Regions from separate parts of the Mus musculus genome. Here regions 2, 3 and 4 are each linked to region 1. A link is a contact called in public HiChIP or PLAC-seq data. All regions are on one chromosome and are shown on one strand. Each heading gives the region's core, a stretch centred on a gene start, on an enhancer-like site or on the middle of the called end of the contact. The rest is flanking DNA. Distances are from core to core; before and after follow the strand shown. Region 1 has its middle 24 kb from the start of Gm24869. Region 2 overlaps Sgip1 (SH3-domain GRB2-like (endophilin) interacting protein 1). Region 3 overlaps Pde4b (phosphodiesterase 4B, cAMP specific). Region 4 overlaps Pde4b (phosphodiesterase 4B, cAMP specific).

Evidence for each region. HiChIP or PLAC-seq counts read pairs in DNA pulled down with a chosen protein or histone mark.
Region 2: a BATF HiChIP or PLAC-seq map of CD8 T cells shows a contact between it and region 1, with 5 read pairs. The contact joins two enhancer-like sites. A contact is called at or near these places in 1 of 15 datasets of contacts at CTCF or cohesin (pro-B cells), 3 of 484 Hi-C or Micro-C datasets (gonadal supporting cells, liver and nephron progenitors) and 1 of 115 datasets of contacts at active chromatin or transcription factors (CD8 T cells).
Region 3: a CTCF HiChIP or PLAC-seq map of CD8 T cells shows a contact between it and region 1, with 7 read pairs. The contact joins two enhancer-like sites. A contact is called at or near these places in 4 of 15 datasets of contacts at CTCF or cohesin (CD8 T cells, the NIH/3T3 cell line, large pre-B cells and 1 more), 45 of 484 Hi-C or Micro-C datasets (the 63-12 cell line, B cells, the CH12 cell line and 27 more) and 7 of 115 datasets of contacts at active chromatin or transcription factors (CD8 T cells, DN3 thymocytes, T-cell acute lymphoblastic leukemia and 4 more).
Region 4: a contact with region 1 is called in a CTCF HiChIP or PLAC-seq map of CD8 T cells, with 9 read pairs. The contact joins two enhancer-like sites. A contact is called at or near these places in 1 of 15 datasets of contacts at CTCF or cohesin (CD8 T cells), 1 of 484 Hi-C or Micro-C datasets (Th1 cells), 3 of 115 datasets of contacts at active chromatin or transcription factors (CD8 T cells, DN3 thymocytes and bone marrow-derived dendritic cells) and 2 of 9 other capture datasets (adipose tissue and liver).

The regions. Positions count from the first base shown.
Region 1 is chr4:102,709,914-102,715,418 of GRCm38.p6, forward strand. No RefSeq gene overlaps it. Among named protein-coding and RNA genes, the nearest start is that of Gm24869, 24 kb to the right of the region's middle. Within about 2 kb of position 2,033, at least 21 of the 459 cell types and tissues checked have an H3K27ac peak or open chromatin away from gene starts, as enhancers often do. A contact at or near this core is called in CD8 T cells, Th1 cells and group 2 innate lymphoid cells, where this site is marked.
Region 2 is chr4:102,953,262-102,958,766 of GRCm38.p6, forward strand. Sgip1 (SH3-domain GRB2-like (endophilin) interacting protein 1) reads left to right here. Exons shown (of 26, transcript NM_001285852.1): 20 at 2,838-2,949. Among named protein-coding and RNA genes, the nearest start is that of Tctex1d1, 30 kb to the right of the region's middle. Within about 2 kb of position 2,485, at least 41 of the 459 cell types and tissues checked have an H3K27ac peak or open chromatin away from gene starts, as enhancers often do. A contact at or near this core is called in CD8 T cells, where this site is marked.
Region 3 is chr4:102,496,036-102,501,540 of GRCm38.p6, forward strand. Pde4b (phosphodiesterase 4B, cAMP specific) reads left to right here. Exons shown (of 15, transcript NM_019840.2): 3 at 1,587-1,623; 4 at 1,719-1,789. Among named protein-coding and RNA genes, the nearest start is that of Gm52668, 17 kb to the right of the region's middle. Within about 2 kb of position 3,091, at least 28 of the 459 cell types and tissues checked have an H3K27ac peak or open chromatin away from gene starts, as enhancers often do. A contact at or near this core is called in CD8 T cells, Th1 cells and group 2 innate lymphoid cells, where this site is marked.
Region 4 is chr4:102,572,198-102,577,702 of GRCm38.p6, forward strand. All of the region lies in intron 6 of Pde4b (phosphodiesterase 4B, cAMP specific), which reads left to right. Among named protein-coding and RNA genes, the nearest start is that of Gm52667, 5.5 kb to the left of the region's middle. Within about 2 kb of position 2,239, at least 146 of the 459 cell types and tissues checked have an H3K27ac peak or open chromatin away from gene starts, as enhancers often do. A contact at or near this core is called in CD8 T cells, where this site is marked.

The sequences.
Region 1 (5,505 bases), core at 783-3,282:
GACTATCCACTTTCTACTATGGACTGAATGTTTACCCCGAATTCCTACATTGAGAGCCTACTGTCCAACACAGGTATTGAGAAGTAGGATTGTCAGGTAATCAGGAGATGACGGCAACGCCCACCTGAATGAGATTTAAAAGAGGGCATGTGAAAATATAAGAAGTTGAACAGTCTGTGACCTTGAAGGGGTCTTCATCAGTACTCGGCTCCAGTGTTACTTTAGTCTTGAACTTTGGACCTTAGATCTATGAAACACAAATATGTCTGCTATGAGCCACTCAGTCTATTCATTTATTATAGCAACCTATAGACACGTACCAAATAGGGATCCAGGCTCCTGCCTCTTCACAGCTACACTCCCAACAGACAGCTACCAAACTCTAAGATCCTGTAGAAGTCACACCTACCCTAAGTTCTGTTGGCCAGAAGTATCCACTATTCTGCTTCCAAACCACTCACTAAACCTACCCACATGGCTTCACCAGATTTAGGTGCCTGGGATGTACCCAGGACAGAAAAAAGAAATAAATGTGTCAATCAAAGCAATGTGTGGAAGAGAAGGACTTTGGCCTCACAGCCCAGGAGGCTGGCAATGTTTACGTCTCTTCCCAACTGTGCATCCAATATTCAGCTGACCACACCTAGTCCATCAAGTTGCCACCATCTTTTGTAACCTTCCTCAAGGCACAGGGCCACACTCTTGCTGCAGGCCTTTATTGGATTTTGTATCTATGCAAGCAGTGTGTCCCTAGACTAGGAGATTGTAGAGCTATTATAGCGTCATTATGTAGAGCAGAAAGGTCTTAGCTTCACCCAATTGTTACTCTTTAAAGGTTACTCTTCTTGCCAAGCATCCTTCCCTGCTACTGAAAGCAATTCTGTAGCTTGGGTTATCCGTTAATAGTGGAAGCGAGTCATTCATTCCCTTTATGTGATTTTGGTGGCATTCACGCAACTCTACATTTGAAAATTAAAAATGCTTAAGTGAGTCTCCATGACCTCGATTACCTGAAAATATCAGGGATTTGCCTATTACTAAGAATTAAGAAAAACACCAAGACAGAACTGTTTGGAGCAGAGACTTAGTGCTTCTCTGTTTTGTTTTCTTGGCCTTGTAAGACTCCTGGTGTGACAGGATGAGTAATTTATATAAACTGTACTTTGCATAGTAACAGGGCCTCTATTATTTAATAAAGAAATTAGAGAAAGAAGACATCTTCTCTAGAGGATCATCATGACACGGAAAATACCAAGAGATACTAGAATCTACAGGGACACTTTGAGTGAGTGGTCCTGCATTGGACACTCAGAGACATGTTCAATAATGAGGCTATGAATACTCCACAGTCTCCAAACTCAAGTGTCCTGACACTCAAGTTCCATCTTTGAAAAAGTCTACCTTAAAATCTGTAAGAGCTACCAGCAATAAATAAAGGTGAAGCTAAATGCTAAATTCCATAATAAACGCCAACTTACAACTCTAAGAAAGAAGATGCAATCAACATCCAGGTCTAGGACAGAAGAAACAAACTGTAAACAAGTCAATACAAAAAGGAGAATAGTCAGAGGCTGATTCCTCTTGAGGTTCCAGAAACCACATAGACATAACTTCGAAAGGACATGGTGTTTACATAGAATTCATTCTCAGTATTTGACACAACCCAGTTTACCAAAATAGTTTGTTCACAGATGTTGATTTATTATGCCTCTTTCCAAAACATACTCAACTCTAACAAATGATTCATAATTTCTTGACAGTTTCCTTTTGAGTGGAGATCACTACAGATATTTAAAAAAAAAACCCTCAATGTAATTTCACATATAATGTATGTAGTTTTACACTGTGAAATTGAGGTCAATGCCAGCATTCAAAGATATTTTATCACCCACCATCTTAATTTATGTAAGCAATCGCTATGATGTTCTCACAACAAAGTCACTTATGGACACACTTCTCAGAAGGTATCCCGATTACCAAGCAACATATGACTGTGTCTTTCACCCATCACTCTTTGTGGTTCTTTTCATGCAGGTTCTAGTGAAACACGGAGGAGATCAGTGGTAATCTGTGGTTCCATCTCTACAGCCTTTGAGCATCTCTTCCCCACCTCGTTTCCTTCTGTGGTTTATACTGATTTTGATGTATTGCTTTAGCCTCTGGTGCCAATTCCTCCAGTTTATGTCCTGTCTGTAGAGTTTTCTCTTCTTCAGCTAAATATCTTCCCCCAAATTCTGATGTGAACAAGCAATTACCTTCTTAAGGTTCTCAGTGATTCCTCATTACATGTAGCTACAATATTGAGAGTATGTGCACACCCCTCTGTATACAGAACAAAAGTATTCTGAGGAGAATTCAGTCGAGAACAACTGTAAAAGAACTGAATTCCAGATATCCTGTTGGCTCTCATTCCCAATCACATGTGCTCAAAGTAATTGCAGTGATTTCATTTGTCTACACACACACACACACACACACACACACACACACACACACACACACACACACACATATACACAAGATTGATGTACCTGCCCAGGCCACCAAATTGGAAGGGAGAAACCTGAGCACCTGCCTCCTGCACCACTACTGCACGAATGTGTGATGGAGAGATGGGAAAGATGGAGGATGGACTATGTGGTGGAAAGACTGAAGAGAAATGTGAAGCAAAGGAATGAGTATACTGTGGCAAAGGTGGAACTGGAGACTCAGTGGTAGTAAGGAACATGCAGATACGAGGAGATCATGGTGAATTCCTGACCCTAGATGCTGCCAAGGGTCATGGCTGGGTCCATGGTCTTGCTTCAGCTGTGGACTGTGCCGAAGTCTGTGGCCCAAGTTTCCACCAACAGCCAAGAGGATTCCATAATCTGGGTGTATGCTGGAGACCATGTGGATATCAGAGGGCTATGCTGCCCCCAAGGTCCATGCTGATCTAAGTGGCCTGGCTGCAGGCCCAAGGCCATGGGGACATCTGGGTCCATGTTTTCTGAGTCCATGCTACTTTGGGAGCCAAGGTCTGTGTTGATGCCCAAGGTCCACGTTGCCACCCAAGACCATGCATATATCCCTGGTCTGGACTGTCACTTGAGGCACTGTGTTGAGCTGCCCCTGCCCCTAATCAGCTACCATGCTAGGGAGAGCTGGCTAGCCCTATCCTTCACCTAGCAGCACAGTAAAACTAACCCTGATGGCAGCGGAGGGGAGAGCCAGCTCCAAGGGCATGAGAGCAGGAGAACTGACATGGCATTGGGTGAGCCAGCTGGAGCAGTGCTCAAGAGCCCACCCTGGTGATTTGCGCACAGGAGAGTTGGTAGGCTGACCAATTCAGATACCTCTCAGGCCCAGATCCAAGGCTTTGAGTTGGTCCACCCCAACATCTACCTCACCTATGATCAGCTGAAACACATGATGGACAGTCCTGCAGATCCAAAGCTGCAGGATTTCCATCACACAGGGCAAAAAGAGAATATCAGAGAGGAGTTCCTGTGAGGATCCAGTATAGATAGTGTAGCAGAAGTCGCCCATTTCATCTACAGACAATTCTGTCTAGAGAAGGACACATGTTGCAGAATAGTCAACTACTGGCTTTATTGAGACAGGGACAGTGGCCCTTACATTTTCTGCATAAGTCTGTCAGATTGGTGATCCTTGGCCAGAAGGCCGGAGATGGATGCCCTTGGATTCTAAACGATTGGGGCACTGTGCAGATAGTCAGCTGTCACAACATTGCCTTAGTTTTGGAAGATATGTTTAGTGCTTCCTATATTTTCAGGTAATTTTAAGTCATTCTCAGATTTCTGGTGGGGTTGAAGACTGGTTGTAGTCTCATACCCAACCCAAGCTGTTTAGCATTAAGAGAGATGATATAGATTTGAGAGGATGTTTTTTCAGATGGTATACAATCTAAAACCAGGACACAGCTCAGGAGTAGAATGGTAAAAGCCTTTTAAGTTAGGAGAGACGGTAGAGTACTCAATCTAAATTGACAAGCTGATGAACTGGATGTCATTTATACCTCATACCATGTAATTTACTTGTCATGATTTTTTTTTCAATTTATATCTGGGAGAAGAGGTTTTTAAATTTTTTTATTGTACAGAAAAGGTGAGATGTAGGGGGAGGAGCTAATAAATAAAATCTGGTTCCCTAATTGTTTCTTAATTGGGCCAATAAAGACCGCAGAAGCTCATCACTGGGCGAAGAATAAGGTGAGATTTCCGGGTCCCAGGAGGAAGAGATGGGAACGAGAGATGATTGGGATTTGGAGCAGATAAGAAGTAACAGACATCTCTCAGGGACCAATAGTTTGTAGCCTCTGCAGGCCGCTGCCAAGGCTGAGGAGGATGGGGCAAGAAATTGTTCACCCAACAGTTGTGTTATTCGGCTGGTTTTAAAATATTAAGGATGTCTGGCGTTTTCCATCAAGGCGAGTCAGGTGGACAGGAGAAAATGGGCCGCCAGAGCAGTCGGTTTGTGGAGCGGGAGTGGTATCTCAGGAGGGACAGTTCTTTCTTTCTTTCTTTCTTTCTTTCTTTCTTTCTTTCTTTCTTTCTTTCTTTCTTTCTATACATTTTTTTCTTTATTTACATTTCAAATGTTATCGCTTTTCCCGGTTTCCCACCTCCCAGAAACACCCTATCCCATTCCTCCTCCCCATGCTTCTATGAGGGTGTTCCTCCACCCATCCACTCCCGCCTCCCCACCAGCCCTCGATTTCCCTACACTGGGGCGTCTATCGAGCCTTCATAGGACCAAGGATCTCTTCTCCCATTGATTTCTTGGGTGACTTAGCAGAGTCAGCAGGAGAAACAGGTGCGATGGAAGTGGAGCCAGTGGGGGCGTTATCTTCGAGATAAGTCATGAGGGGCCACAGCACTGGACAAGGAGACCAGGCAAGGACCAAGTGTGCTTTTCAAAACTACCTGCAACAATTTTATTATTAAACAGCAACCCTTAATATCTTGTAAGACCAAGTCTTAGCTCCATCAATGTTCTTCCCCTCCGCTGCCTCAAGAGGAACCATACAAGAAAGAAGAACAGCCGGGGCTGGTCCTCAGCATAACATCCACATTAAGATGGGTCTTCTTATCTCAAATAGCTAAACCTAGAAAATTTCTTACAGACTTGCCCAGTGGTTTCTCCTCTAGGTCATTTCAAGTTAGTAATCAATATTAGCCATCACAGTCGCTAAACAGTTTGATAACGGACCACAATTTCTCTAGGCAAATATCTCAGAGACACAAGGTCTACGGGGCTACTGTGCAGCAGGATTGCTTCCACTTCCATTGAATTATTTACAGGAACATCTTAGAACATCGTGGTGGTCTAAATGGGGTTGACCCCCACAGCCTCAGTGGTTTGAATTCTCAGTCCCAAGTTGTAGAAATATTGAGGAAATATTGAGGAAAGACTAGGAGAGAGCAGGCTTTGAGGCTTCAAAAGCCCATGTTATCCCTAGTTATTTCTTCCTCTCTGCCTCATAGTGGTTGTCACAAGATATAA
Region 2 (5,505 bases), core at 1,235-3,734, 240 kb after region 1:
AAACAGTTAGCTCCAGCTTTAGTTATAAATTCTTGTCTCAGAAGATGGAACAAAAGGGACTGAAGAAGACATGCAATGTCAACCTCTGGTCCCTACAGGCACACACAAGGGAAGTGAGTAGGCTACATTATACTGAACATGATCTAAATGTAGAGTACACACACACACACACACACACACACACACACACACACACACACCAGATAGTCTCTCATTTTCTAGGGGACTTTTCTTTTGGTTTTTCGAGACAGGGTTTCTCTGTATAGCCCTGGCTGTCCTGGAACTCACTTTGTAGACCAGGCTGGCCTCGAACTCAGAAATCTGCCTGTCTCTGCCTCCCGAGTGCTGAAATTAAAGGCGTGTGCCACCACGCTTGGCTCTAGGAAACTTTTCTAATCATCTCAGTTCCAGGAACCCCAAAGAACTCAAGAAACCGATACTGCTACTTCAGATTGTACAAATCTTGTATATATGTGTACTTTGCTCTGTGACATATGCGGAGATTTTCATATAGATTCTCAAAGGAAAATTATTTTAGTGTATGTTTTCACTTACAAATTTTCCAAGATAATTTATAAAACTCTTCATCACTGAATTTCTAACCATCCCGTTTTCTTTTCCCACACCAGCCTTTTAAAGCACTTGCTGAATTACTGTATTTGATGCAGGTGTTTTGTTTTGTTTTGTTTTATTACTACCTCACCAAAGCTCTAAGTTCCGATCACGTGGAAACATGATCTTGCTATAATGATAACAGCCTAAACCCCTTTCCACTCTGACCTACTTGTTAGTATCAGCTAGGGAACCTTGTCTTCAGGACTTGTTAATCATTCCATAAATATCCAAGTAAGCAAATGAATTGAGCAACACTATAAAATCACTTCTTCCGTTCTTATCTAATTATCTATAAATGAGTGTAGACATCACCTTTCTCGGATCTAACAATAGGTGATTCTTAAGGAAAGGTTGGTATGATCTTGGTTCTATTTCAGGAAATCTGCAATCCCGTGGCATGCACACTCCAATTGTCTGAAATTGTTTTCTTGACCCATATGGCCCTATAATTTTCCACTAGGGAAACAAAATAATATAGTCCTCAGAGCCTACATTTTGAATTCACACATACTTTAGTAGCAATCTTAAAATTTTTGCATTCCGGCTAGACAAAAACTGAGCAAGTTGTAGAAACTCTTTGAGCCTTGGTCCTGTATTAATTGGTTTTCTGTTATTGGAATAAAATGTTTAAGATCTTCAATTTAGGGACTGGAGAGGTGGCTCATCAGTTAACTATTTAATAGCAGTTAAGAACTTCCAGAGGACTTGGGTTCAATTCCCAGAACCCACTGGCATCTCACAACTGTCTGTAACCCCAGTTCCAGGATCTGACACCCTCACACAGACATACAGGCAGGCCATTGCACATTAAATAAAAATTAAAAAAAAAAACTTTTTAAAAAAGATCAACATAAAAGGAAGAAAGGTTTATTTGGGGTGACAGTTCCTTGGCCCTGGGCTGTAGGCCTGTGGTGGCACAGTGTATCCTGTCAAAAATGTGTATTGGAGGGGGCATTTTTGTCTCATAGAGGCCAGAAAGCAAAGAGTTATTCAGGAAAGAGGTAGAGTCATATCTCCTTCAATAGCATACTGTCAAAGACTTAAATTCTTTCCATGAGACCCCAATATCCTAAGGTTTCCAACATCCCCTGGAAGTGTTGCATGCTGGGAGCCATGCCTGTAATATAGTCTGCTAAGTGAGTATCATAACGCAGATAGTAAATGTGAAGAAAAGAATGCTGAGGGAGGCCTGTGCTCTCGGAAATGGTAATGCCAGTGGGGATGCTGTTGTATGAGGATGGCCATAACTACACACTGAAGTGTCGCTCCCCGGGACAAAGACCATGTTTAACTCATCTTGAGCATCCTCAGCTGAGGGACCCGAGGACTTGATACATGATACTAACAAATACTCATTAAATTGATGACCAACTACCAAGTACAAGATACTAAGAGCTGAATGAAGTAGAAAAAAGTAGGGGAGAGAGGATTGCAAAAATCCATGACGGTAAAAATACAAACTTTACAGAAAAGCAAATCTAGGTTTGGATTCTTGTTTTACTGCTTGGAAAACTGTATTATCTTGGACAACGCTCTCTAAACTTCAGCTTCCTCTCCTGTAAAATGTGACTTGCCTATCTTCCGGACTAAGGGGAAGGTGGAGTGAAGCCCTGCATGGTAGGCACTCATTGGCTCGCCTGGTGCACGGAGATACCGCTTTGGTCCGAGGCATGAGTGCCTTCTTTTGTCAATGTGTACGTTTCGGTGGCACACGCTTCAGGCAAGGAGCTTGACCTGCTGAGTCTGAGAGCAACTGAGCTTTTTAAAAGAGAAATAATGCAGAAACATAGCTCTGAGCTCTGTAACACCACGCGACCATCTCTTCCAAAGGAAGGCGTGTGAGTTTTCAATCTGAGCACGTGATTGGTGGAAGGCTCTAACGGGAAATAGGAAACTAACACTTCTCTCTTTTAACCACCTGCTGCACAAACTGTCATGCAAATACTGCCTCTTGCTTTATACAGGACGATTGTAAACCCTTGTGACTTTGTTATCTGCTTGGATTTTCTTCTGTACGTTTGTCTACAAGCCAGCCAAATATTTCCTCTTAAATACTTGTGCTCTGAGTTGAACACACAGCTACTGTTTAATCACATTCTTAGTGAGAGTCACCCCACCCTCCGATCCTTTAGTGAACTTTAATGCAGTGTATTTGTATTTTGACATATACAGTGTATTTTTACAGAAGCTGAAAATAAGTGGAAGTCTTTCGTCTCCCACAGGTTCCTCCCGGGGGCCCAGTCCCCTAACTATGGGGGCCCAGGACACCCTCCCGGTCGCAGCAGCTTTCACAGAAACTGTCAACGCCTACTTCAAAGGAGCAGATCCAAGCAAGTAAGCCTGGGATGAGGCCTGCGGTCTTCTAAAAGCCTGGTTCTATCTAGTGTGGGGGTAGGGTGGGGAGGACACTGACAGCCCTGCCTTCTGAAAAAGAGTTCTATGGATCAGATCCATAAATCTAAAAATTCTCTGAAATTATAGTGCATATCCTTTTTTTTTTTTTTCAAAGACAATCTTACTATGTAGCTGGTTGGTCTGGAGATGGCAACATAGAACAGACTGGCTTTGAACTCACAACGATCTGCCTCTGCCTCCCATGTTCTGACGTTACGTACGTACGTTACGTACGTGAGCCACATCTTATGTGTGCATTTCTTCACAGAGAGATATACGGCTCTCAGCACTCTGTTCCAATGGGAATCCTGGCTCCAAACTGTTGACAGGAATCATTAATCTACCTTGCACACCAAACACTTGCACCAGAAGTGTGCCAAGTGCATCATTAATTTAATTCTAGGCCTGAGTCCCATCAATAAACAAAAAGAAGCCTAAGTGAGCGATGAATGGCTCTTAGTTCTATCTTCACTCACAAGAACCGGGCTTTAAAAACAAGAAAAACTTACAATCTAGGACAAGCCTCGGATGTGCTCACAATTGGCATTACTAATTTTATTAAACAGTGAGAATTAAATACCATTGGAGCAACACATTTAAGTGGGAATTCACCTGGCAACGTATGGATCCATTCTCCCCTTCTGAAACATTGTTTCGAAACATCATGACTCTCCTGATCCACTCCTAGAAAGCCAATATAATTAGTAATCCAGCCCCCGAGTCATCCTACCCAGTCACTCGATCTTTCGTTCTTCCTGGGCGGCATAGCTTTTTCAACAGCAACTAGGTTTTATTCTAGATCTATAATAATACAAAGAAGCAAACACTACAAGCCTGGGGTTGATCCAGAGAGGTGGGGCATGAGAGAAAGAGAGAGAATGGGGGAGAAAGGAGAGGGGCTCATATAAGGCACATAAACACTGCCAGCTTAGGCTGACAAATACTTACTACATAGATATTAGTCCTGTAGACTCTGTTAGAACAACTTGACCAACTACCTGTTATAGGAGTTGGAAGAGTCATTGGTCGCTGACTGATGCCTTGAACACTGAGACTGATAAGAACTAAGAAAACAGAAGCATATTTATTCTTAAAAATTAATAAAATGTGGAGAGAATGTGTACTCTGTGGTGGAAATCCTGGGGGAATCACACAGCGGGTCCTCTACCTTACCTTCTTACTGGCTTTCATTTATTCACTCACTGACATATTTAGAGATGTAACTGGTGTTCTCAGCTTCTACTCTGGCCCCTCTGAAGTCCATCTCCGCACAGCACACCACTCCCTTGCTCCAAACTCTCATCTGTTCCCAGGGAAAACACTTCCCAGGGATTTCTGAGGTCCTGGGCGCTCTGTGTTCTGTTGATGAAGAGCTGCCAGCCACACCCAGTTGCCCCCTCTCTGATCTAACCTGGATTGTTCCCTCCTTCCTTGTCTATATACCTCCCTGTTCTCTCCACTTCCACCACATTAGCCTATAGCTGTTTCTCTTCTCTGCCTCATTCTGTCTCCCACTCAGTCTCTCTCTCTGCTTCACTGAAGTTTTCTCCCATGTACATGAGCAGTTTGACCCCTCACTTTGGGTTTTCAACAAATTTATCAAACAGAATTTCTTATCCAGCCAACAAACAGCAGCCCCTTCCTCTCCCTTCACCCTCCCCACCACCTCTTCCATCCCTCCCTCCCTTCCCCCACCACCTCCATACCCCTAACACCCCACACATACATTTTTCCCCCAGTTTTCCATTGTCTGTCTCTCCCTGTCCACTGGAATGGAGCCTCCAGCAGATGAATTTTGACCCCTTTCTCCATTGCTGTGTCTTCAGCATCCAAACAAGGCTGGGGATGCTCAAGTGACTAAATGATGCTAAATGACTCCCGCTGACTCCCTCATCTAAGTTCTACCAAACCATTACACTGCACTGTACCAGACCGGAAGCAATAGGTGAAGACACCTAGGGTGGAAAATAAGGTTTGTGTTATGAGATAATCCAGAGTCTGGTGAAGAAGGGGTGTAAATATGATTCGGTAGAAGACAAGACCTTAATATTTTGACTACACATTTTTTTTTAAAATCTGTCCATATATCTAACCTAGAAAAGTGTGAAGTAAGAAGGCTAAAAGATGAGGATGGTAAGGAAGGCTACAGAAAGGGTCCTTTGAACTGAGTGTTGTAAGAGGGGAAAGACTTTTCATAGTAAATAAGCCCAAGTAGGTTGATTAAGCAGCTCAAGGGTATGCACACAGAGCTTGCTCAGAGGAAGCTGTGTGCTGTTAACAGTGCAGTGCAATCGCAAGGGAGAGATGTGTTTCTCATGCCCGCCCCTTTCTTGAGACTCACACAGCGCCTCACTAGAACAGGCTGCAAATCTGGTAGCCCAGCTAGAGAATTAATTGCTGCCTATGGCAAGAGGGAAGGAAGAGCTGATTTTTTGTTCATTTTTTTGTTTTTTCGAGACGGGGTTTCTCTGTGTAGCCCTGGCTGTCCTGGAACTC
Region 3 (5,505 bases), core at 1,841-4,340, 210 kb before region 1:
TGCCTTCTTACCGAGTACACCCCTGCCTCTAAAAGCCCATCTCAGACACTACTGACTCAGCCAAGCCCTTCTTACTTCCACTAATCTAGAGTTAATCTCTCTTTTGGTATTCAGTATTTCATTCATGCTCCCACTCAGTACCCACTGTGTGTATTTCTTTCTGTGTTTGTGTGCATTTTTCGATCTCCTTCATTACGTTTTTATTTGCAAGATTGTGGCTTCTGCATAATTTGCTTTGCCAACTGGGTCATCATATGCCATCATAAAATCACAAGTATTGTGTCAAAAGCACAGATCTTGGGGAGCAAAGAGGCCCAGCTAAGTGCTAGGTAGCGGCTACTGACTTGATAGCACCTGCGATGTGCTTGCCTCACAGCTGCACGGCCAATAGTAAATGTACCAGTGCACACAGCGGCCAATCACATAAAGAATGCTTACTGCTTGCCAACACACAACAGCCAATCACATAAAGAATGCTTACTGCTTGCCAGTTCCCTTTCTGGTTCTTATCACTGTTCAAACTGGGCCTTCGAAGCGTTTCAGAGAATGCCTGACTAAAGACGAGGGTGGAGACCGCCACACTAACAAGGCACTTTGCTAAAGCCCATATCAGAGAAGGGTAGACATGGACACTCGTGCTCTTCCGCTCTGAAACCCAACGTTGCATGGTGCCTGGTACCCGGAAGGTGTTTAATTATTGCAGGGTACCCTCGCATGACCATGAAGGAAGGGCCACCTTTGCTGTGATGGTAGAGGACAGAGGAGGTAGGCCAGACAGGGAGGGGAGTTCACTGCCATCAGCTTCCATGTTGCTGATTCACGGGGTGCCAGCAAATTAACCTAATTTGGTGATGGTGGCTAATGCGGTTTCCCAAACCTTCAGCTGAGAGCTTGCTGAAGGCAGTCTTTAGCAGATTAAGGGAGCAGATGCCAGCGCACGGAAAGTGCGTTGCTGCAAACATAGTTTCACTGGTCCCAAGCGCAGACTGATGAAACAGGAGGTAGAGCGTAATTAGGTCTTTGGGACCAGATGAGTGTCAACTGTTACTGCTTAGGAGGCTCAGACTGCACATTCCCATTAAAATTTTTTTCCTTGGGTACTTTAAAAAGAAAAAGAAAAAAAGATTATATTAAAAACAAAAAGTAATGGAATTCCCAGACAGAAATCTGTATTTAAATGGTATTAAAGCTGTGGTTCAAATCAACAAAAGCCAGGAAATCCAATGTTACCCTTTATCCAGACTGTTATACCATTTTTTCCAGTGCACAGTGTGCCTATGGGCAGCCCTTTGAGTTTCCTGGCTCAGGCAAGTCAAATCCACAAGTCAGTATGAATTATAGGAATCTGGGCTTGCCATTTAGTGGGACCGCATGCCCCAAGGGCACATGCTTACTTGCCAAAGCTTTTAGACAGAATCACACAGTTAGGCTGGGAGTCACGAGCTGGGTAGTGTTTTTCTCTTTCAGGTTCATGGGCTCCTGCCTTTCTCCCAGAACAAGTAGGTCACTAACACTGATAAACTTAGTGTAACATGTGTGTCGCAGTTGATATTCATCTCTTCTGCTTCTTTCTCTCTTTTCACCAGACACGGCGATGACCTGATTGTCACTCCTTTTGCCCAGGTACGTAGGGATCATGCTCGCCTGAAATTCATCACTGGTGTGATTTTAAATACAGTCCTTTGACCCTAACCAATTCTGAAACATTCTCCTTGCAGGTTCTTGCCAGCTTGCGAAGTGTAAGAAACAACTTCACCCTGCTGACGAACCTTCATGGAGCGCCGAACAAGTAAGCCTCGTTGTTCTGCAGAATTTTAGTTCCCTCCCACAACAGCACAGAACGCTGAAGGACACTGGACTCAAACATTAGAGACCAGCCCTATAAGCTGAGTCACAACACACAACCCATCTGGAAATATACAGTCTAAGGGCCAAGAAGTTCTCTTGCGTTTCAAAGATCATCATAGCCTCAGAGGGTCATAGAACCCACGATCTTGGCAAAGGTTAGGAGAGGTTTGCAAACCCATGCATTCAACCTCTGGTTTAGAGAAGGAAATCTTGAGTGTCAGGAATCTGGCAACTAGCTTGTGGATGTACCATGGGTTAGAGAAACATTGGATCTGAGGCTTGATTCTCTTGCTTTCCAGTCAGTAGTTACCACAGCAGGATCTATATTCAGTCTTTGTTAAGTGGTCCATCCATCATTTGTTTGACTTCATCCAGATTCTGATGAGGCAGGTAATAGGAAGTGCAGGTAGAGCCTAATTGGACAATTATCCTCCTCTCACTGTCCTGTGGTTTGTTCTGCAGTAAGTCTCCTTGCAAGAGGAAGTTGCATACTGCTGTGGCATCTCTCCTATCCCGGTCTCTCCACTGTTCTGCAGGCTCTCACCAGAGAGCATTATCTTACACACTATTTGTGTGATCATGCCCATCTTTGGCTAGGGCATTGCAGGGGACCACTCTTTGGGATGAAAAGTAGATGCTTATACATTGTAGCTAAGATGCCTCACCACCCAGATTAAATTAACATGATGGAACATTGGTTGTAGTATATTTAGAAAAAAAGAAATAGTTGAGCATTCCCTATCAAAAAAATCCAAAATTCAGGCTTTTTGAACTCTGATATGATGCCAAGAATGAAGAGATCCACATCTGGCCTCGAGTGATCGCTTGCACAGAGTTGCACTATGAGATCGCCATTGGGTTATTTATGGAATGTGCACATAAAACAAATGAATTTTCTATTCAGTCTTGATTCCCTTCCCTAAGATTTCTCACCATGCAGATTAAGATATTCCAGAATCTGAGATATAAACAAAAAAGCAAATCTGAAACTTTCAACACTCAGGGACACCCAGCCAATATGTGGAACTTGGGTTTGGAGCTTTGCTTCCTATTTATTCACTTAATAATCCATCCCTTGAATATTTATTTCATACATACTATTCATCCATGCCTGCATGTACCTAATTGCACAGATACTTACTGGCCATTCACTTTATATCAAGCACTGATGATCTCATAGTGGTCCACACAGCTAAGGTCTCTGCTCCTTTGTGGCTTATGTGCTAACAGGAAGTGCCGGTGATTAATCAGTGAGCAGTCAGATCACATCTCTGTCACATGGGCTGGAGCAACTGGGACCCAGGAGTTTTCTGTCTATTCCCCTCTACACTTTCTGCCTAGACTGTCTTCTTATACCTGTCACAGTCAGATTAGCCATGTTCTGACATCTTTTAGGTTGAGTGTCATCTTTTTCAATATGCTTTTCTGATCCTGCTAAGCCTACCTGAGTGATCTCTATTTGGCCCAAAGGCATGCTAATGACCTAACACACTGTCTTTACTGGAAATTAGGAATTTCCTTACCATTGCGTGTTGTTCTCCGGGTAATTGGTTTCTGGGACTATTCATATTGGCCACACATTCAGTTCTGGAATCTGCTTAGAATCATTCTGCTTGGAAATCATATACGTGGGCAAGTTAATTATCTTTTCTGGATCTTGGTTTCCTAAACTGTAAGATAAGGTTGTATGGGGATTAAGTGAATTAATATTCAGAAAGCACTCAACTGGCATATAGCATAGTAACTGTAAGCTATTATAACTGATAATTCATCTTACTGAACCTAGAAGGGTTTTCATATCAATTATCTCAGCAATGGCCTCCACAAGCAATAGTCGTGACAGATATTATTACTTCCACTTTACAGATAAGGAGTCAAGGCTGAGATTAAATGACCTGACTATGATCAACCACACAGCTTCTAGTGAGCACCTGTTCACTCCCCCTGGGTGCAGAAAAAGTCCTTGGACAGCTTAAACGTTTATGTAGGAGCCATGTAAGAAACAGAGGACAATCAGAGAAGCTAAAGGCAAACATTAACTAAGCCAGTGTCCTTAAGAATGTAGCCCCAGGTCAGAATGTTACAGGTGGGACAAGGAAGAAATGATGAGTAGATTTCACAAGCTTCTTTAGTATAACCACATTTGAGACCAAACTGATGTGTTACACAGATCCAAGTAGACATGGGGCTGGCATGATATTTTCAATGCTATTTGTTAGCATAGGTGTGGCTGTTCCTCCTCTATCAGTAGCATTAGAGACAGCCTAACCCTGATAATTGATACATTGAAGCTGCTTCCTTAAAAATTGGGTCTTCACATCGCTGTGTGTTCTGGATTACACAAAGCTCTGGGAAACAGGTATCTTAAGACCCTAAACAAATATCGTGCACAGAATGTACCTAGAGGCATGATCACCCTCACACTGAGAACCATCTCTCAAACCAGGACGCCTTGTGTCACATTTGTCCAAGACAAGACATATTTATAAAAGGGAGTATGTCTCCAGCAGTTAGCCCTCGGCATCTGCTGATCTTCTTGCAAGTCCATATCTGTGTTTTATAGAGTTAGTCTTGCCATGTATTGTTAGACTTTTAGATTATCTTATTTCAAGATAGGGTTTCCCTCTATAGCCCCAGATGACCTGGAACTCACTAACTCACCTTGTGGCTCGGGCTGGCCTTGATCTCATGGCAATCTAGATTATAGATTTCACAAGCTTCTTTAGTATAACCATATTTGAGACCAAACTGATGTGTTACACAGATCCAAGTAGACGTGGGGTAGGCTTCTGAAGTACTTGGGAATACAGGTATGAGCTACTATCTCCAGCATGATCTCACATATCTCTATAATCAGCTTCAAAGGACAAAAACTTCAGGAAAGGCAGATCCTCTAGCACTTCTCCAATAGGGGCAGAGAGCACTTCTGTGAGGTTCTGGCTAAGACCTGAGTGGTGTTGGTTTTAAGCCACAAGTGGACCAATATGGTAGGGGTAGGTTGGAGAGCTGAGAGTCCACTGATACAGGCCACTCTACTGCTAGGTGGTCAGTGCCCACCAATAAATAAGAAAAGAAAGTGAAGATAAGATTGTCTACCAGGGGTGCACACGGCATACAGAAAGCATTCCCCCTCCCCACTACATGCATTATGTTAACAATTGGAGCTGTAAGATCCATGGAATTTAGAAGTTGCTTTCTGGGATATTTAACGTGGGTTCCAGGGTACCACTCCCTGTCTTGAATGTAGCATTTAAGCAGTAATTATGTCCTTGGCGTGGTTTTCATGAGACATCTGGCTAGTGTGGTTTATTATGTGAAAGGAACTCCCACCCAGAGCTATACTTCTCTTAGCTTACGGTTTCTTTTATCTTTTGGCTCTTTGCTCTGCATAAAGCGGTCCATTGTCTGCCCGAGCTTTGCCACCCAAAGGGTAAAAAAAAATCTTAAAATTTCTGCTAAGGTGGTTTCCTTTCCACCTTAATGAAATGAAGGACCAGGACTGTATTTCTTGGCTGCAAATAAAAACTTACACTTCCGTTGTCCCAGGAGTTAATTTTGAAAACTGTAGCTTTCATTTGGGGTTGTTAATCAGAGACATTTCCTTGAAGTACTTGATGGCTTCCAAAAGACCGGTGGTACTGTTGAGAGTACTCACCA
Region 4 (5,505 bases), core at 989-3,488, 140 kb before region 1:
TCACCTCGGTGGGGAGTAAAGAGAGAAGCCGCCCTGGGGTTTTAACTAATATTTTCTGACTTCTCTCAAGCTGGGACTTTCCAGGTTGATGTAACACCCAGCCGCTTCCCCATGTTGGGGGCTTCACTGCGTAACTTCTCCAAATCACTCTGGGATTTACAGAGAATATTCTGCAGTGGCTTTGCCTGCCTCACAGCGTCAGCAGCTGTTGTGTGGTCCCTTATTTTGTGATATTTGATGCAACCTGCGGATCTAAAACTCTGTGGTGATATTTTCTCTAGGAAAGCCATGAATCTCTAGAGTCACCAAGATGAAACCAGGGACTAACCAGAAGAGAACAAGAGCAGACAATCTTTACATTCCCGTTGGTTTGCATGCCATGTGTGTGTGTGTGTGTGTGTGTGTGTGTGTGTGTGTGTGTGTCTAGAGTGCTGGCCTTGTCCACTGCCTAACTTGCAAAGTTATTAAAAATGTATCAATGAATGAAAGGAGGCGTGCATTGAGACCCAGAAATTCTCAGTCCCTCAAGCTTCCAGTCCTTGCTGATGGTTGTCTGAGGCAGGAAGCAATGAAAGTTGAATAGAGTTAACACTGAAGAGCCACGCAGGTTTAGCTGAAGCAGAAACTACTAGCTGCCTCACTTGTTAGCAAGGTCCCTAGTGGGAAGGTGGCAGGGCAAAGCAGTTATGCAGGGGGTAAATGAGAGGATACCATTTTTTAAAGAAGATCTCTCCACTGAACTGTTTTCTTCACTGTTGGTCAGATGAATGTCTTGGGCGAAGCTGAGCACAGTGGCAGGGGTGTGATGTATAACAGCCCAATGAGAATGTGTTGTGACCACCAGAGAAAAGGCTCATCAGAATTATCTGGGAAAGTGAGACTAAGTTATGCACAATGAAATTTTTACCTTACATTAAAATTTTCAGTGTTGAAATGATCTGAGTGTTCTGTGTAGTTGGAAAGGTCCTCTTTGCTATCACTAAGTAGCCAAATTTGGTCACATTTGGCTTACTTTTATGGAACAAAGGAGCCTCAGCAAAACTGAATTCCAGAGCTGAAAGGGAACATAAATGTAACGCCTTACAGAGGGTGGAAGACTGCGAAGAAGAGCTTTGGAACTGGAGGCGCATGGTTCCAATTCTGCCAGTCTCACTTGCTAGTCTTTTTACTTAACTGCCCAGAGATTCAGTTTTACAGTATAGAGGTGGGTCTCATCTCACCAGGTTTAGTATCCCCAAAGCGCTTAAGAAAGCGCCTGCCAGGAAGCAGGAATCCTGTGAGCGATCCCTTACTAACACCTACTTCATGGTTGCAAAACCAAATCTGTGTCCCTACTTGTGTTTCAGAGCTGACCCAAAGGCTTTTATTTACAAAGTCTGAACTTGACTTCAGAGCACAGATGGCAGAGCCTCTGTCCTGTGAAGTGAGTGTTATTTGGTAACATAGGTGCCAGTCTGTGGAGAAGGTGAAGAAAGGCCTGTCTGGTAGGGGGAAAGCAAATGGCCTTTAGGGTTTCTTACACCTGGACCGGGCAGTGCTTCCTTGTTTGTTTATGTTTTTCCTTGACCTACCTGTGGCCTAAAGAAATGGAAGGATTCATAAGTGGAGCAGATTTTCCCTGCGCTTCTTAGGGCAGGTGGACAGGAACTGCTACTGTACCTAACAAAAACAGTCTTGGTCTTTGCCTCAGTTTTCTTGACCCTTAAATATTAGCAATAGGCCAAGAGGAATTTCAAAATTTTAGAGACACTTGCAGCCAGGTGAATTAGTGTTAAAGAACATTTTCTTTTTCAAACTTAAAAAAAAAAGTAAAACTGGTAAGAAGACGGAGCAGGGGAACGGGAGCTTGAAGGACAGGGGCATGGTTTCTGGTGTCAGGAAGAATGCCTGGACCCCTCAGTGACCAGTCCAAGTTAAAGGTTAGGCATGTATGCCAGCCGGCTGGCCCCTCTTAGATTTGTACATTAATTGTTGTTTTGAGTTTTGCCAGCTCTCCTTACCTGGAAGAATTGTCTTCCCCTTCAGCAAAAAATGCGTTAGAGCATGAGTTCATCTGCCAAAAAACAGCCTGCTGTTTTGAAAACAGGATGCCTGAGCTCTGCCCCTCCAAAAAAAGAGGAACGGAAAGAGAAACAGTATAGAAAGGAAGAAAGCAAACAGCCCCACAGGGATCCCCAGGCCAAGTGCGGCACAAACAGTGACCTCTCTTTCCGACCTTCTCTATGGCTCAGTTCCTGAGCTCCTGTCACCAAAGCCAACCCACGTCATCAGAGCAGGATAGGAGGAATGGCACAGCTGCTGTGAGGGTGACTAGAATTTCCTGTCGCCTTCCTGACCAACGCAGTCAGAGAAGTACAGGGTTGCAACAACAGTGGCTGAGGAAGGATGGGCCCAGAACAATCCCGGGGAGGTGGGGCGGGACTGGGAAGGGATGGGAGGTGTTCCTTCCCACTCTGGACAGAGAAGCATAGTCGTTCATCCAGGATTTTCAGGTGAAAAGCATCAAAAGGCTTATTAGTACCTGGTATAGTGGATATAGAAAGATGAACATACTGTATCTTCAACTGCAGCTACATTCAAATGATTAGTCACAGCCCCAGATACCCTCCAAACACCCTGCGGTGGGACGTTGTTTTCTTTCTCTATCAGCTTTGCCTGGGACAGGTTTGGACCCAGATGATGAAATTGGACGTTCTGAAATTGGAAAGTCCAGTCTCGGATACCAAAGCTTCCTTTGGACTAAGGAGCTGGAGTAGAGTCCTTGAGTCAACGTTTGCTGCGGCACTTCACCAGCTGGGAGTGGGGGATAAATGGCACTTTCTTGAGGCATCCTGAAATCCCATACAGACACCATTACTGGAAAAGTGAGTCCTCCTGGCTGTGCAGGCTTAGTTCTCCAGCTCCACTCTGAGAACTTGTACCAGCCTGGGCTCCTTGGACGGAAGGGACTAACTAAAGTCACTCAATTCTACCAGCCTGGAGGCACTAGGAAACCTGAATGTGTAATTCTGGGAGGTGATCATGACCGAGGCAAGACAAGCGTTCTAAAGTTGAAGGGAGTCATTTTCTGTACCCCTGAACAATCAATCAGTAACTATGGGAAACACGGTGCCTAACGGAATTGAAAGGAAATAGATCTCATTGGCCAGTAGATGCATCTCAGAACTCTCCCAGGAGAAGGGATGCAGGTTGTTGAAGGATTAATCGATGATGATGGTGAGAAAGGAGTTTCCCTTAACACAGAGGGGCCTTTTATTGCTCCCTGGGTTTGAAGGAAGCCTTAGTATGGTTTCTTCCAGCTGTGCAGAAGGGCTTCATCAGACCAAAAAAAAAAAATGGGTTTCCTACTAGACCTTACTGTGCCTCTGGCCAGACTCCTCATTCCCTGCCCAAATGGCTTTTACCCTTCTTCCAAGGGCCTCTATGTGGGTGTGCTTCCACACAGGTACACACGCAGAGGCCCCAGGCACAGCCATGTAGCAGCAACACGGGACTGGGGAGAAGGTATGTGGGCTGTGGCAGAGGCTCACACGAGCTTACCTGGGAGGTCCTGAGTGGTGAAACAGGGAGAGAGTAGGATGTAGTCCAAGTTAATGGAGGCTAAGCTCTAGTTGACCTCCTAGACTATGATGGACTATCTGTGAAGTTAGCAGTTTAGGAGATAGCTTAAGTGACGTTCTTAAGCATTTAGGCTTGTAGAATGCACCCTGACAGATGTTGGGGATGATCTTGCTCTAAAGAATAAAGCGAGCATTGGTTCTGACCAGCAGGAGGGGAGGTGTGCATTCCTTGACCCAGTTTTCTCTCTTTGCTAGCTCAGCCTAAAGTGAGAAAATCTGAGTATAAGCCACGAGTTTAAGTTCTAGCTCTACCTTTACTGGGGATATTTTTCAGAGCAATTGAATAATTTTTTAAAAATCTTTTTATTTCCTTATTATAAAACAAAGTAGTTGGAATAGATTATTTTTGCGGTTTACTTCAGGTCTCCAATTTTTTGTTGGTAGACAGCCCGTGTCTCACACAGGGGTAGATGACTGCATGCTAACTCCTTTACCCTCATTCGTCTGTGAATATACAGACTCTTTGAGATAGGCACTATCTATGGGTGGTTAAAGTGGGATTTAGCTGAAATAACTTGATAAGCATGAATAAAATCACCATGCCTGGAAATGTAGCTCATTAGTAGAGTGCTTGTAACCATTCAGGGGGCTTTGAGATCCAACCCTAATTATAACACAAATGTGCATATGTGCATGTGCACGCTTGCATGCACACACACACACACATACACACGCACATGCACGCACACTCATACACACAAGAGGTTTTAATTCCAGGTGCTGGGGCTATGGCCCAGTGGTAGTATGCTTGGCTAACACACATGAAGCTTTAGACTTGATGGGGTTGGGAGAGCATCAGAAATCCTGGTCTGGATCCCAATGAGACAAATAAATGGAAGGGAAGTGTAGCGGGGCTTAGTGATCCTTCACCGTGAATTGGTGGTGTTTGGTTGGAGGTCTTATCCTGTTTGGTTAGGTTTGGTTCAGATTTCTAGTGTGCAGTTACATTGTTCTTGTAGCCTAGCCATTAATTTCAGACTCTGCTTGGCTGGAAAGTAGTCCTTCTAACACAGGTAAGGGGGAAAACTGTGATAGTTCTAGAAAGGAGTGGATGACCACTCATGAAAATGGAATTGTCAGACATGTCTGTCAGTGTCAGACTCATCCCTTACATTTTGTGGATTAGTGTGCAAAGCTGCAGTTCTCTTTGTTTTCCCTAATTTTGCTTAAGATAAAACAGTAAACATTTCTTGGAAGATGTGGTCCACTTCCAAATTCCTTTGTACACTGACTAGCCACCTCTTCCCTCCGTCCCCCGCATGAAAGATCTTGATTTTACTGTCATCTAGGAGGATGTCCTTCCAAATGCATGCAGACTGGCCATAAACTAGAACATTCATATGCCTTACAGAGCTACCTGGGCTGAGGGACTCGCAGTTTGAGAGGGCTTTCTTAGGTCATTCCTTTCAGAGATGAAAGAGAATATTTAGCGCATCAGTCTTTATTTAGTGTTTTTAAAATCATTCTTTCTGTGATAGAATATAGTTGTACTCTTGAGTGTGATTCAGTATCAGAAGTGTGGCACAGGAAAGAGTTGCAGGCCTATACTTTGTAATAAATGTGATTAGTAGTATTTTTGCTTAATCTAAATATCTCTACATCAGTTTGTGTATATAGAAGCGAGTTCCTTTACTGAATTCTGACCCAGTTCAGCCAGGCTTTTGGTTAACTCACTTGCAAGTTCCATAAGTGAGCAAATATCTCAATCAGAACTTCCCCACCGTGTCTCTCTGACCAGTGACAGGACGCGATAGCCGGGGAGTCGACTATAAACCTAAAATAGCAGCTTTGAAATATTGCATTGCAGCAAGTTAATGGAATTAGCATTTGGTTTCCACGTTTTATACTTCCCTGCCTTTGCATGTTTGATCTTTAAGAATAACTC